2 separate regions of the Rattus norvegicus genome follow, and region 1 is linked to region 2. Evidence: chromatin contacts called from public Hi-C data. All regions are on one chromosome and are shown on one strand. The core of a region is the stretch at or near the end of the contact, and the rest is flanking DNA. Distances in the headings are between cores, read along the strand shown. Region 1 overlaps Nrep (neuronal regeneration related protein). Region 2 has its middle 22 kb from the start of Stard4.

What was found. A called contact is a pair of places that touch in the nucleus more often than the background predicts.
Region 1: a contact with region 2 is called in a Hi-C map of liver, with 5 times the contacts expected there. The contact joins two enhancer-like sites. A contact is called at or near these places in 3 of 12 Hi-C or Micro-C datasets (hepatocytes, kidney and liver).

What each region holds. Positions count from the first base shown.
Region 1 is chr18:25,291,813-25,294,512 of GRCr8, reverse strand. It overlaps Nrep (neuronal regeneration related protein), which reads left to right. Exons shown (of 4, transcript NM_001419561.1): 4 at 1,496-2,700. The coding sequence ends at 1,621. Among named protein-coding and RNA genes, the nearest start is that of Nrep, 27 kb to the left of the region's middle. Within about 2 kb of position 1,297, at least 1 of the 93 cell types and tissues checked has an H3K27ac peak or open chromatin away from gene starts, as enhancers often do. A contact at or near this core is called in liver, where this site is marked.
Region 2 is chr18:25,125,142-25,127,841 of GRCr8, reverse strand. No RefSeq gene overlaps it. Among named protein-coding and RNA genes, the nearest start is that of Stard4, 22 kb to the right of the region's middle. Within about 2 kb of position 1,316, at least 7 of the 93 cell types and tissues checked have an H3K27ac peak or open chromatin away from gene starts, as enhancers often do. A contact at or near this core is called in liver, where this site is marked.

The DNA of each region.
Region 1 (2,700 bases), core at 48-2,547, 170 kb before region 2:
CTTTCCTAGCTCTCAAATTTCATTTTGCAGTGTGTGTTTTTCTTCCTGGAGGTCAACGGTTAGTGGGACTGAGTCTCAAACACCAACACACAGCAGTGTGCTAGCTTTGGAACACTTTCAAGGCCACCCTAACTGGTCAGATTGGGGGGTGGCATTACTTGGAAAATACCAGTGGATTTTTTATCTTTATTTTGTGTACTGGATACTAAAATTTCAAGATCGAAATGGTTTTCACAACTGCATAGTACTTCCGTGTAGACAGTTCCTTTGACTGGAACACAAATACTTAAAAGACCAGAAAGGCTAATATCGTCCTTAAGAAAATGCCAAAAATTAACGGTTTGATTTAGAGAGAGTTTGTCTTCACTGAGTGTGTGTGGGTAAATGGGATATGCAATCATTTTTCCTTTTTAATGAATTAAGACTCTTATGTCAGTTGGTCAGTGGGCCCCGCTGAGGGAGGCTGCACCTCGAGGCTGCCCTCCTTCTGTGGATCAGCAGAAGCAGCACAGAGTGGTCATCACCTGTGGGGTTCATCAGCATAGCTATCAGCTGAGTAAGGAGGAACTTAGTTACCAAGTCTCAGGAGCCTCTGGGTGTGGTCTCGAGCTCTCCTCCTCTTTCCTGTAGCTAGCTGCTATCTGGGCTCCTTTTACATTGTATCTCTCACTCCACCATTGGGTACCATTTTAGTCCTGACCATTAGCATTTGTATGAAACATGCCAGCTGCTTATAGAGTAACGCTTACATAGAAATGATTTCTGTATTATGATCTATTTTAAATAGTATAATAGAAAGTAGGCTACTGTCAGCCCTCCATTACATCACCCATGTACTTAAATACACACACACACACACACACACACACACACACACACACATGCACACACAGAGAGAGACACACACACATACACGCAGAGACGAGACACATAGGTTTAGAGAGATGGCCCAGCGGATAAGGTTAAGAACACTTTCTGTTCTTGCAGAGGACCTGGGTTCAGCTCCTAGCCCCCACGTGGTGCTTCACAACCATTTGTAGATACAGTTTCAGGAATCCAATGTCCTCTTCTGCCCTCCATGAACACCAGGCCAAATGTACACACATATACATGCAGGCAAACACTCATACACATAAAATAAATCTTTGAAAATGTATTAGCACTTCTATGTATACCCCTAACCCAGCTTGATCCTGGGTCCTGCCTAATGCTAGCCACTGTCCCCAGAGACCTGACACTGAAGAATGACACCACCATGAGAGAAAGAGTTCACTCTACTTGAGCAAAGAAAAGCTTCTTCAATTGCTTCATCCCCCACTGGCCTGATACTGACGCCCAACAGAATACTGTTAATATATAAACGGTTTGCACAATAGCAAAAGTTCCTGGACAAGAAAAAGGCAGAGAAGCAAAAACTGTTAAAGATGGTTTTAAAAGTGTGACTAAGTCTGTCTTTGTGTATGTGTGTGTCTCTCTGTCTGTCTTCTCCCTGCAGGGAAGACTTCCTGTGCCTAAGGAAGTGAACCGCAAGAAGATGGATGAGCCCATCGCTGCCTCGCTGATTCCGCCGGGCAACCATGAACCCGGCTCCCCAGCTATCGGTTACCTCCACCCTTTTTAATCGTCACACCTCCATTTGTATTGCATACGGTGTATGGGGTTTTGATGAGGTCTTGGTATCATATATGGGATTTTTTTTTTCTGTGTAAATCATCAAATATAAGAAGAAACTATGGGACTCTAAGCCTGGCTTTAGAGAATTTACAGTGGACAAATAGGTTTCATCAAACCAGTTTTTAATCATTCTGACTCAAGTGAAAACACTCAGAATTTCACACTGTGAATCCACGTTTACAACCCCTACAGGTGGGCCTTCAGGCCTGGTTCGCTACAACAATGTCTTCCACAACTCAAAACTCCTACTGCGCTCACACGACCGGTCCACTCCTGCCTTTCGTCACAGCTCCCGACTGCTTCTTGCAGAGGCTGAGAGTCCCCCCCACTTTTTTTTTCATTTAGATGTAACAAGCCTAGTAGTTTAAGTTCATCGATTGTCTGTATACCTCTATATTTTACCCATGTACTCTTTTGCTGTATAGAAGTAGTTTGAAACTCATTGTTTCCTTGTGGTAAGTGACTGAGACGCTGCCACAGGGCCTGAGACACTGATGAATGGTGCTATTTTGGACTTTCAACATGCTCCTTGGCGAGGTAGCTCTGACGGAGTTGTTTTTAATTTCCATGTTCTAAGAAGGTGTTGGTACTCTGTTTCCCGGAATGTTCTTCTCTAGACTGGACTGACTTGTTTTCCTTGTGTCTTGAGTGTGGCTTTCTTCTTCAGTGTTGTAGGCTGAGCGGATGCTACCAAGAGTGTGAGAGGCTGTCCTCTCGTGACTGGCCCTGGGTGGATGTGCAGTCACGGTAGCGGGAGCAATCACAAAACTGTAATTGACCTACCAGAACTCTTCCTTTCTGCAGCCTCACCCGCCTGACTTAGAAAAAGAAAAGCAATAATTTTTTTCCAGGCGTTTCGAGGTTATTTCTTTGGAATCTTTTTGTTTGACTAGATATCCTGGGGGTGGGGGGTGGGGGGGAGAGGTAAAAGGTCCTTTTTTTTTTCTTTAATAAGTGCCCCGTGGGAAAAATCCAAAGTACTGGCATTTGAGTAGGAATTTAAAAATTATCCCTTTCCCAAAGTTG
Region 2 (2,700 bases), core at 67-2,566:
TATTCAGCTAACAAAAAGCAGATAATCTTTATGAAGGGTTGTGGATGCTGCTGTTTTCACTTAGTTAAAGTTTTACACATCACTTGTTGTAGCAGTTGCAATGGCTGTATCATAGATAGAACAACTCATTTAACTGACTTCATGTTTTTTAATTGATTTTACACTTATTTGGAAAAATTGTCAGTCGTGCCTTAGGGGGTCTGTGGTTGACGCACCAGCAAGGACCACAGAGGCAGTGTTTCTGTTTGTACAAATTGGAGCCATTTCTGGAGGTGGGAGTGGGGAGGGGGAGGGACTGGCAATAGCCACCACCTTGGTGAGAGAACACGTGGTATTACAGTGAGTCTGAATTACAAACCCAAGTGCTTTGGGGCTGCAGATGTGAAGAATATGCTGCATTTGCAAATAGAGCACAGGATCTCGTGGCAGTTAAGGCTGACCCTAACGTTTACACAGGTCTCATGTGTTCCTGAAAACCAGCACCTCTGCATCCAACCGCTCTGTCCCCCTCTTTCTGCTGCCTCATGCCCCCCACAGAATCAGTCGATGGCATTGTCCTTTGGTCCCAGAGCAGTTAGCCAGAGTCTGGCATTTTAAAAGCCTCCGTTTGTAGTTAGGTAGTAATGAGGTAGAGGGATTAAGTCAGTCACATCAAGAATGTCAGCCACACTACCTTAGCCAGGCTTCCTGCTTGGGTGAGCAGTCAGGGCTATGTAAGCCTCCACTTCTCTGGCAAGCTCACTTCCTCCCAGCTTCCTTAGCTGATGAGGAGAAGAATAGAAATCGTGAAATAAAGGCACAATAGTGAACGCTTACTTAGTCAAAGTTTCTTGTAGTTGATTTGTAAAAACCATAGGTGGTGTTTTATTCCCATCTAGTGGTCAAAATTGGACTCTGCAATTGAAATTTTTTTTTCTCATACATTTAAATGATTTGTGGTCTAGATAATGAAAACCCAGATTGTCTAAAGAGAGTAGCCGTGAGAAAGCTAAATTTAGGGGTCATTTCGGAATGCCAGTCTAATAATGACAATCCATTAAACTGACGTTTCCAAACGGACACCTAGGACCTGACCATGGACCTGAGCATACGAGGGCAATCCTTATAGGACAGCTAACATTTATTATGTACTGGAAAGCACACACTATTCCGAATGCCTTATTACCGTTTTATTATCTCTATAAGAACTCTTTGAGGCAAGTGCTTTCATGCCTAATTTTTGCAGATAACAGCCAAGAACTTGCGCCAAGGTCAGTGAGCAAACTGGAGAACCAGGAGTGCAGTTTCGGAACCAGACCCGCACAGCGTGTTCAGCACAGGGCAAACATGTACCGTGCGTCACGTTCACTCGAGTCTGCAGTCTCTGATCCAAAGGTCACTGGTACTTTACGTGTTGAACTTCAAACTTGTGGGAAACGTAGACTTCAGGAACGGAAGTTGATAAAGGCGTTTCCGAGAGGAGTTTCAGAGCCAGCAGGAACGTCAGCATCAATGTGAAGTGGACAAGTCCGGGAAGCAGCATAGCCCCCAAACGAAGGTTCATCAGGATGAAGTGGAGTGCGAGTGGGGTGTGGCAGCCGAGAATGACGTAAAAAGAAGAGGGCACACATGGGATGAGGGAAAACTTAGAAGGCATTGCCTGTGAGGATTTTGATACTGCATTAGGAAGTCGAACATTAGCCTAGTGGTCACAGGGAACTCATGATGATTTAACATTTAACATCTGTTGCTTTCATAATTTACCTAAAGCAAGATTTGTCCAATGCAGGAAATTTTTAAACCAAGAAAAGCATGAAGCTAAAAGGCTATCCTAAACGATGTTCTTGTTGATATTTGGAATGTATCTTCCCATCTTTATACTGTACACAAATGATTCCACCCCAAATAATCCATACTTCATAAAATTATTATATTTTATATAATAATTGTATCATAATAGATTTATTACAGTAAATGTCTCTTATCATTAAAGTATAAACACCAAAACAAACTGCAATTATAAGCTCCTATTACTAATAATCATTCTATTCTTTGTACATGTGTGCATACATATATGTGACATCCTTTTGAAACTTACAGCGATTTCATTTAAAATCACAAAAGAATAATTTATATACTCTTTTGGATGTTACAGGTTTCTTAATATATTGGGAACAAATATATTTTATAGAAAAGCTTAATGGTTGCCTTATATAGAAAATCATTATTCAATTAATTTCATTTTTTTAAAATGTCCTTTTATTTCGACTGAAAACAGTTATCCACTTACTTACAGCCCTGTTGCTGAATGTTCCACTCTGCTTTCTTGACCTCTTTGCTTGTCTTGGTAGCAAATTTGAGTAATGTATCTCTGTGGACACATAACCGTCAAAATATAGTAAATAGTCAAATAGTAAAATTAGAGAACTTTTCTGTTTTTAGAAATACCCTGGCTCTCAGAATCAGGAAAGGAACTTTAGAATTGTTGTCAGCATCTAAAATAGAAAGAAGAAAAAAGACAGTTGTCCGGGACTGGACTGCCGGACTGGGCAAAGCTAGAGCCCTGCCCTGAGCAGAGTTCTGAGAAGGGTTTGACCTTTTCAAAGAAGAAGAACATCTTTCGGTTTAACGATTCACCTTATGTCCTTGGGCACTTCCCAGTACTCCCCCCACCCTAAGCTTCAGTTCCTGCTTCAGAGCTTTAAATGCTGTACACTCCCC